2 separate regions of the Oryzias latipes genome follow, and region 1 is linked to region 2. A link is a contact called in public Hi-C data. All regions are on one chromosome and are shown on one strand. The core of a region is the stretch at or near the end of the contact, and the rest is flanking DNA. Distances in the headings are between cores, read along the strand shown.

Region 1 (5,246 bases), core at 243-2,742, 37 kb before region 2:
CGAAAAGATCAGCAAAATGAATACACCTAAGTTATGAGTTGTTTTTGTACTTTATATCAATGATCTATTGTAAAAGGGTTCTTAGATGTCTTTTAATGATGATTATGCCATTCTTAGCTAAAATGAAAAAACCTATGTCGCTTTCGTGGACATAGTTTCTGCAGAGCGGCAGGAATTCCTTAGAACTTTGGCTCTGAATTGTAGACAGGACTGTTGGGGCAGAGAAGCCCTGTCCCTATTTCCCATCCTGTCTTTGTTTACACGGTCTCTTGCTAGCTTACATCCCTCACAACCCCAAACTAACATTAACGGTGCAACATAAACATCCAACAATATTGGAGCTATCCAGTCGTACAGTTTTGAGCCAGATGTCAGCTCGGACAAGGAAAACAAAGACGTGTAGGGATTTATTTGTCTGGATGCATTAGAACAGAGCAGAGCAGAGAGCATGTAGCTCTGCCGTTGTAAGTTGTAAGGCCACATCCAAAAGTCTTTTCAAATGGTAGTTTTTCATTTGCTCCTGATTCACAACGATTTGATTCAAGACATACACAGAAATGCAATTTCCACCTTGATTTTGTTTAAACATGTCCTCCATCAATAGAAAAAAGCTGCAAGAACACTTTAAAAACTTGTTGGACTTTTATATTTAAATTATTATTTGCAAACATATATGGCTATATTTTGAGTTGGAAATAGGTAAACACGGTGTGAAGTTCAATGTGTCAGTCACACATTATCTCAGCTGAGGTTTGTGACTGAGTGGAGAACAGGTGGACTGAGGTACGCGTGAACTTGGTCTGCACCCGTGCGTGTCATGGACTTGCGGCCAGCATTCTGAACTCAACTCTTATCACAAGATATGGCTTCAGCGGTGCACTGTGAAAGCTGACTTCCTAGTGTGGCTCTCTAGAATGCCTGGTTCCCATGCTTGGCACCAGCAGGTTCCCCCTCAGTCACTTTAGTGCAATCAAAAAAAATAAGCACAAAGTGGAAGGTTTAACATCTTCCATTTTGCTCACCTTCTAGCTTGATGATTGTTTTGATATCCTGTGTGTATGAAAGAAGTGAAAATCTGGTTAAAGGGCAAGCTACTAATACTCTAAAGTAATGGAAATGTAATTTGCCCAATTCCCTTATATTAAAAAAACAATGTAGTAAAATAGATTCATAATGACATTTCTGCTACATTAGTGGACTTGCAAAACAAAATACAAGATCAAGGGCAGTTTGGCTAAAAATGTGTCTTATTGAATCTACAGATTGAGCAGAACACAGAGCTCTTTGTGTGTCTTTCACAGCAGCAAGAGACTTATATTTGTGTGTGTGTGGGCAGCTTCTACCTCACCTCGGTTAGTTAATGTGTGTCAGTCTGCAAGCGAGGCAGTGAGCCGGGCTGTGCGCCTGCTTGCACTGCACGTGTGTGGTGTGTGTGTGTGTGTGTGTGTGTGTGTGTGTCTGCTGCTGCTGACAAGTCATGTCACTATCAGGCCCACACATCTTTGGCACTGTCTGTGTTGACACTCTGCCTGAGGGGGAACAAGCCTGCAGAGGTTGAGGAGAGCAGCAGTTTCCCACGGCTGCTGCTTTCGGTCTGGGCCCTGCCTCTGCATTCCAGGACTGCCAGCGCTCTGTAAATGTTTGGACAGCCTTGAACAAATAACACACCTTGAAAGGCACAAGCACAAGCTCTCACTCCCTTTCTGTTCAGCCCTTTGCTTCATCTACCTCCTTAAGCTCACACGAGTGTAACACCCCCGACTCAACCAAACCACAAATCTACCACCACCCACTCGGCTACTGTGTCTCAAACTTTCCCAGCTTCTTTCTCAAACACAAACAAACACCAACCTGTACTGTGTTACTATTGTACACCAACATACACAAATATGCCCAGAGACCTGTTTATGGATAAATACACACACATGTGTCTCATCAGTTTCATGATATGAATAACCTATAACTAACCTTTTGATGCAACTAGATGAGCTCTGAACGCTCTACAAAAGAAGTACTCTAGCATATGAAAACAAGTACAATTTATTCATTAAAGACCCACTCCAATGAAAATTGTTTTTTTGGTGTTTTTAACATGCTCTTGTGGCATTTTCTCATGATGGAGCAGATAAACACTCACCAAAATTATAAACGCAACACTTTTGTTATTGCTCCCATTTTTTGTGGTATGAACTCAAAGATGTGAAACATTTTCCACATACACAAAATAACCAGTCCTCTGAAATATTGTTCACAAATCTGTCTAAATCTGTGATAGTGAGCACTTCTCCTTTGCCAAGACAATCCATCCTACCTCACAGGTGTGCCATATCAAGATGCTGATTAGACAGCATGATTATTGCACAGGTGTGCCTTAGACTGGCCACAAGAAAAGGCCACTCTGAAATGGGAGCAATAACAAAAGTGTTGCGTTTATATTTTTGGTCAGTGTATATAAAGAAATTTAAGATTAAAGTTGAGTTTGAGTATTTCTTTATTCAAATCGTTGTGACACAGGAGCAAAAAGAAATTGCTATTTGAAAAAGCTTGGAGTGGATACACAAAATCTAAAATCAGCAGGACACAAGTTCTCTGCTCTGCTCCATTCTAATGAATCCACTTGTAGACAGACTGTTTTAATTGCAACACAGATATACTTAAATTCCTGTCATTAACACATTTATTTTTTCTGTATTTAAATTATTTATATAATTTACTGTAAAAATCAAGTTTTAGTAATGAAGCACTTCCTGGATTTTTTGCATGGACCTAAAATTTGTTCAGAAGACCTTAACTGCGAATCTCAGTATTATGTTCTACCAAATGTGATTCTAATTTGTTATAACAAAAGAGGAAAAAAAGTTGAGGAAATAATATAATTTCAAGCTTAAATGATTTTCTGTCTATAATTATTATGTCTTACTCCCCCAAGGTCTTGCTCAGTTTAAACGTCACATACTTGTACTTTATGAGACAGCCCTGATAAACAGAAACTTGGCAGAAGTCAAGCCGTAAGTCTGCTGTGAATCAGCAAAGACTCCGTCAGCATACAAGGAAAGCATCAACTCCTCTGCTCAGATGGACTAAAGCCACTCAAATGTGCCTCTGTTTTCATTTTTGGGAGGCCTCAGGGTGCATATTTCTGTAATTTGTATTTTATGCTCAGCAGTTTTGCAGCTGTGATGACATTTGGGTGTCGCCCCCCTGTTTCTCACGATCCTGCTGCCAACGCCGCTCTGACCACTGGTTGTCAGCCAAGACAGAGGTCTGTATGTCAGCCCCCTCTGCTCATGTGCATGCGCTGCACTGAAAGAAGGTACTTTTGAACAAATACACTCCAGCAAATAAATGAGGCTGCAAAGGACTTTCTTCCTCTGAAGAGGAGGCGTTCAGGACTGGCACAAGCCTTCATTGTTTTTGAGCTTAGTAGGAGGTGTACAATTTTATTTTCATATATAATGAATTTCTGTTGATACAGTTGGTTGAGCTGATTTTTTTTTTATTCTCGGCTCATGTTAACATTTTGAACACATCTGTCTTTTATGATTTCAGTACAAAGTTTAGACTACAACTGGGACTGAAAACATGAGTGTGTTTGTGGTTACTTCATCTCCAGCTCTGTGAACATCTCATTTAGTGATTGATTCAGATTATAATTACCGTCACATGAAAACATGGCAGACAAGAGATCAGTTGAGCTGTAATTCTGTGGTGTGTGTCAGGGTTATGCCTATCTCTTAAAGAGATGAACCACACAGGAAACGAAAAGTTTTGTCAGACTTCTGCAGAAGGAGAAGGAGAAGAAGCCTGTCTGTCACTGCGCAAACTGCAACGAACTGAGTTTTGTCTTCCCAGTGCATGGAGTCTGTTTTTAAGGGCATGCTGGCCAGTTACATCACTCTAAACGCCACTCATCAGTTAACCCTCCACTCTGAATCATTGACTTTATATGAGAACTGGACCGAGGGACTTTTACTTCACCCATACCAAATGACTTACTTCCAGCTCAAACAAAATGGAGTAAATTCAGTTGCCCTTTTTTGTGACACGGGTGCTGCCATGTTGGAGCCAGATGACTTCAGTAAGCAGCGATTGGTCTAAAGCAGTGTTCACGTGGCAACCACTCTCACCAGTCCACACCTGCTGAAAGCAGGCTCGGGAGAATCTGGCAAACATTTCCAATGTTTTTGATGCAAGACCACATACTTTTACCGAGATGCCTGAGAGGCCAATTCATAACTTGAATAACTACAGACAAAATATGCTCTAAATAAAATAGGATTTGAAAGAATGTGTCACCAGTTACCCAGGTGAGCTTGATTACTCCAAATAATATTTTTTGTGAAGTCCTCCTCCATAAAAACACTCCAGAAAATTCCTGGCGGGGCTAATGAGCGGGGAGGAAGAATCTTAGAATCCCAGAGGGGTGAGAAGGGTGGGAGTTTGCCAACAGTGCCCTGGTCTGCTTTTTGCTTGCAGTCCTCGAGGAACGCCTGGGCCCAGCTGCTGCCCATTACACCAGGAATGCATCTTTGGGTCAGATGCCAGAAGTGTGGTGGCACAGTAATAACAGAAGGACCACTGGTGCAGGCCACTTGTGAGTTATTAACATGGCACACTCAAATCCTTCCCATGCCCCTTGGTTGCCCCTCCCTGCACCACCTACTCGGACAACAGCTGCTGGACTCTTGATTTCCCAGAGTCAGGAAGCAGGGAGTGTGTGCCACAGGGTGGGGAGTTTATGGGGTCACGGTCTGATTTGTTGTTTAGATATGCAGGGCAATAGTTCCTCATTTGTGTGTCATAGTTGAGGCAGATTTATCTCATCATTTGAAACAGCTGGGACTTCATAGCTAGGAAAACCGAAGGAGCATCATTGGTTACTGGACTGCAGTTTGGAGAAACAGCCACTAAATCATTGAGCTAAGGACTGTACACAAAGATTTAGAGCAAAACTAACCAAATGGGAACTTCCTTGTTTGCTCACGTGTTTCTGGAACATTTGATTTACTGGATGTGGTCATGAATGAAGTTGCACACTTGAAACCACTGGATGTGACTCATTTCCTGCTTTCAGCATCAAAGCTGACAGAAGCTCTGAAGTGCTTTTATGTCATCTCTCAGGACGTCTGTTTAAGAGTGCACTCTATGGAGAGGCTCACAGGAATATATATACACCAAGCCCATGCATTACCTCTGTTTAAAGCATGTCAGTCAGTGTTTGAACTGTTTTGGGCGGAAGAATTTAG
Region 2 (5,327 bases), core at 1,082-3,581:
TCCAAACTGTTTGTGATTTATTTTCAAAACCCTGTTGGATGATAAAATAATATCCATACACGAAGAAATAAGTCTTTTGTTTGTTCATCTGCGGCTGTATTAGCGATTTACGCACCGAGGACGCGCTGGCGGAGTATTAAATATAAGGAGGACGTTTTGACCGCTGGTCACCAGCCTGTAATCTAATCTGGAGCGCAGGGACCCCAAGCGCGCCAGAAGCTTCTGACACACGGCAGAGCAAAGCCGCCTGACTGCACGCAGGAACCCTGCCCTCAGTTCCGATGGGCTTACACCTTTAGGGATTTAAAAAAACAAACAGAAGGGTTTCTCTTTTTTAACACAGATCTGCACATAAATCAATATACCTATCAGCACAAATTGGCCCTTTGGCTTTTTAAAGTCCTAATGAAGTTCCGAATCTTCCCTGACCTGCAATATTTCCCCCTGACTGTTGCGCTTAAGAGCAGGTCCCCTCCTTTTATAGGGCTGTAGGCCCGCTGGGAGTGAAACTGAACAATTGATGCACAAAGGAAAGCGAGGATCCTTCCATATTCTCCTTTCACTGAGGAAATCTGTTAGTGACATTAACCCCTGCGCGTAATTCCCAGGCTCATGAATAGGATTTAAGACTTCTTAAAGCTCCCGCTGCATACAGGATGAGACCCCTTTCAAACTTTTAATTACCTTTACTTCAATCATAAAAACACATCCCCTTTTGGAGCAAATGAGCAGGCAGATGTGAGGAATTCCCGCCAAACTGTAGATAAAGAAGGACCTTGGGGTTTATTTTCTAGCGTTGCTGAGAAAGTCATTAAAAATCATAACAAGGCAGTAAGGATTTAAAAAAATGTATGTTTTATTCAAAGAACGGGCTTTTCCCCAAACTTTCTTTTCAACGCAAAACAATACAGAATATAAAACACAGCTTTGGTTTAACAGTCAATACCACCTCTGTACAAAACTAAACCTTTTCATAAAAGTACTTCATAAGAAAAGTTTCCTGCTGATCTTTAATCTACATCTTTACCACCGACCCCCAAATGTTGGAGATAAAGGCGAAAGTCTGTTCCATACAACGAAACATGGACAACTGCTGCTGGAGAAGTTGCGGGTTCTTCCCCCCCGCAACGGCTGAACGCATCGGTCCCAAACGTGGACACCTTACGCACAGATTCCTCTGAGTCTCTTTCTGCTACCAGGGCCGCCACACCGGCTCGCTGCTCTCTGAGCCGGTGCTCACCCCCACCGGGCTGACCGCCTGTGACCCCCCGGAGAAGGAGGTCATGCCGTGGACCGGGGACGTGGCGGTGGGCGCTGAGCTGCCGTGCACCGGGCTTGCGTTGACAGCGACAGGCACCCCCGCGTTTGTGTAAAGGGGAATGACCGGGGCCGTGGCGGAGCCGAAGGCGGGGTTAGGGATCAAAAAGGCGAACTGTCCATCGGGAGCAGGGACGAGCTGGAAGCCGCCGAAGACTTTGGGGGACACGGCTTCGGCGGGGCTGAGCTTGGAGGCCATGGCCGCGCCGCCGATGGGCAGAGAGGACGGGAGCTGCACGTGGAGCGGCTGAGCCAGGTGCGCCGGCTGGGACGGAGTCTGCTGGGGGTAGTTCATGGACATCATCTGACTCATGCAGCTGGACAGGTGGCTGAGGAGCCTCGACCTGACTTCCGTGTTCACCCCCTCAGAGGTGGACAGGAAGCGGGTGACCTCGTTCATGCACTCGTTGAATCCGGCTCTGTATTTGCTCAGGACCGAGGCGTCAGCTGAGAGCGCTGCTGGCGGGAAACACGGCGAAAGAGGAGACGTTTAGTGACGTTTCTGTCGCTTCTGAAGATCATTCGATTCCGAGCAGAACTTACCGCTCATCTGCACGCGCTGCAGGTTCCTCAGGTGCTTCACAGTCATCTCCAGGATGTCTGCTTTTTCCAGCTTGGAGTGTCTGGAGCTCTGCGGGAGATGATAGCATCAGTTAAATCCAGGAACTTTGGAACTGCTCTCAAAGAAAGATCAGATTGGAGTTGTTTGCTTTTTAACGTACATCTTTCTTAAGTGCGTCTAAGATAAGAGTCTTCAGCTGTCCCAAACTTTCGTTGATTCTCGCTCTCCGGCGTTTTTCCATGATGGGTTTGGAAGACTGGGAGGGGGAAAAAAGAAAACATAAATATATGGTGGATACCTTGGAAATAAATAGAAATCATCAGAAAAAACTTGTAAGTCCTTACTTTTCGATGCTCGCTGGCATTCTTGGGTTTGTCCGGTGTGTGTGATCCGTTCGCGGGCGCTCCAGCAATCGGAGATGCCGTCTGCTTTTCCATGGAGTCAGCCGGCATTATTGATCCACGCAGGTAGAAAAATTAAAAGACGTAAAGAATTAAATCCTCTGCGGAAGCGCGGGGCAAAGCAAATCACTGCAGAGCAAGGAGAGTCGTCTTCCTCCGTCTGGCTATCACTGTGCTGTCATGTGAGGACGGGAGCGCGCACCTCACCGCGCACAGCAGCTCTCCACATCTGCCGCCGACACACGCCGCTGCGGTTCTTATAGACGCCTCGCGTGCTCCCAGTTCGTGTGAAACCCTCTCTGCATTCTTTCCCACACTCGCTTCAGCCAATGGCAGGCAGGCCTCACCCTTTGGGCGCGGGGCAGGCAGCTGATTGGACAACACCCTCGCGGGCCGTCAGTCACGCGCTGCTCAATCAGCCCTGCAGGGACAAACAACAAAGCTGAGCGCGCGGCGACCGAGCCCGGCCACGTCGGGCTGTTAAGTGATAAAACTGGGAATTCCAAGACCCGTGCTTCCTAATTTTTTACATTTTTCCACGAAAACCCTGTAATATGTGTGTGTTCGTGCACGAGAACCATGCAGCTAGATTCTTCTTTCAATAAAACGATGAAATCTGCGCGTAAATGACTTTATCTCTCTGAAATGTTTAATCATTTCACCTCTTGTGTGACATGTTCTGCAAAGAATCAGATATAGAAATTCACAGAATCCTTAGACTAGCGCAAACCCACGTTTTGATCTATTTTAAGACTCGTCTTGTCTTGGTCCTCAGAGGAGGAGACAGCTGTCACGGCACGCGAGGCGGCGCGCAACGGCACGCACCAAGCCAATGGCATGCAGCCACTTTATGCAAATGCTCCACCGCGCGCTGGGATTGGCTGCGCCGCCAACCCGCTGTCAATCATCCGAAAGCGGGAGCTGCTCAAACAAGAAGGGATGAGGGGGGTGCACATCTGTCCGCGTGCCATTCGCGTCCAGTGTCCTCCAGTCTGCAGCGAGCACGTGCCAAAACTTGCAGATTACAATTTGCGCACTAGAATGATCGCAAGAAGGAAAAATCTTTAAACCATGAAATGAACACATTTTCTAGTAGGTATGGATCTCTGCAGCCGATTTACACTTTTTAACTTTTTAAATTTAATATAAAGTTTTTCTTTTGGCTATTTTACACAGAAAAAACAGATAATTTTGATGAAATATCAGAATAATTCAAAGTTAGAAGTAACGCACCCTGGATGAATCCATTATTGTTTATGTAGTGAGGGGGAAAGACCAAAAAGCTGCCTTAACGAAATAAAGAAACATTAAAAAAAATAGAAACCATTAAACTGAACTTGTGTAAACAATAGTGAAAAGGGGGGAAACGGCGCCACCTAGTGTAAAAGTCCGCCTCCCCAAAGTGTGTCAATTTGTTGTGTTTTTTATTGAACATATCACAACACTAACATACAATCTGTCGCAGAGGATAATGGCATAACATTACATCATATGGCGGTACAAAGAGCATAATACACATTTCTTGATGACCAAAATTACAAAATAAAATTAGGAACCAAAAAAGATACAGGAAATCTAAACAGCCAATAATTTCTAGTCATCATTTTAACCCAATCTTTGTAATTAACCAAGATTAGGCTATGTTTCTATCTAAGTGTGTTGATGCCTTTAGCTACCCTTTTTTTTAAAGATGTTTAGCATTTTAATTTGTTTTTTGTCATACGCAACCGTTCTGTAAGTTCTACATTACACTTTCAAATGTAACAAAGTTACAGTTTGCTATTTTAACCCGTGTGTTATCCTAGGCACTTTAACATTGGGAGTTGGGTCATCTAGACCCACTAGACAGTGCTCTGAACCTTTTTTCTTCAATGATTTGTGAACCTCACTGGTGTCCATGGATTACATGAAATCTTTCCACCTTTATCCACCTTTGTCATGGTAGGGAGAACACGTCAATGTAAGGATGGGGTCATCTAAGATAGCTCAAGGGTTAAACTAATAACTAAAAAAAAAGATGAACAAGCAGTGAAGGTTTTCTTTTCTCACTTTTTTGATAAATGACCACAAGGTGGCGCCTTCGTTGTCCCTCAAACGAAGATGAAGCAGAACGAGATGCCTGTAACTTCATTTTGAAAAGCATATCTCATCACTTATTCTGACACAAACTAAAAAGTAAATCAAAAAATTATACATTTCTTCAACTCAAAGAAAAGTGCATCTGTAAACAAAAGAGACAAGATGATTTATTGAATAAAAACAGTTATGCAAATAATAAAGTAAAACCTGTGACAAAGGCATTAAGGTCTCATTGTTATATAAAAAAAATCTCTGCATTGCCTCGTAAAACCTATAATCATTGTTTTTTAGGCTTAATTGTAACAGTGACACATCAAAAAATTAAAAAGAAACATTTCTCAAAAGTTTTGCTGCTCATTATGAAGGAGAATTTACTGAAATAGAAGCTATTTATATTTGACCAATTTTTAAACAGCACAATTACAAGGATTTTACAAGAAGAACAGAGAAAAACCTCATTATTTCTCAAAATCTATGGAAATCAAACAGATAAAGTCCTACTAGCTCTATCCATTTGTTAAATTATAAAGCTGGACAAATAACAAGAATTTAACTTTATGCCAAGAAAGACAAAAGCTTTTTATTTACAGTACAACAGTTTCCATCAGTATTTTTTGGAAACTTATAATCAGAAAGCTTCAGACAATTATGGTTTACTCATAAAAATATACACAATTGTGTATATGGGTGATGTTCTTGGAAGTAAAACGTTGCTTTACAAATGCTTTGCTGACTTAAATTTATGTTGATTTGGTTCTTTACTTGTGTATTTTATATTGTCTTTATTCTGTTTGTGTGAATGCTTTTTCTGAGTGGTTGCCTTTTTGCCCAAAAAGGGCTCATAAAAGTTATTTTTTTATGTGTTTTAATGAGATATAAAAGGAAAACAAAAACACAACAGCTGCTGGTCACACTCGTTTCTATATATAATTATAATTTGGAGTAAAACAGTGACACATTTCCATGTC

The links. A called contact is a pair of places that touch in the nucleus more often than the background predicts.
Region 1: a contact with region 2 is called in a Hi-C map of fibroblasts, with 1.7 times the contacts expected there. The contact joins the enhancer-like site here to the promoter of hes4 in region 2. A contact is called at or near these places in 2 of 5 Hi-C or Micro-C datasets (embryo and fibroblasts).

Annotation. Positions count from the first base shown.
Region 1 is chr7:10,126,202-10,131,447 of ASM223467v1, reverse strand. No RefSeq gene overlaps it. Among protein-coding and RNA genes, the nearest start is that of perm1, 23 kb to the left of the region's middle. Within about 2 kb of position 1,492, at least 5 of the 8 cell types and tissues checked have an H3K27ac peak or open chromatin away from gene starts, as enhancers often do.
Region 2 is chr7:10,090,444-10,095,770 of ASM223467v1, reverse strand. hes4 (hes family bHLH transcription factor 4) reads right to left here and starts at 2,331. Exons shown (of 4, transcript NM_001104815.1): 1 at 2,224-2,331; 2 at 2,040-2,135; 3 at 1,861-1,948; 4 at 1,193-1,767. The coding sequence starts at 2,331. The coding sequence ends at 1,193.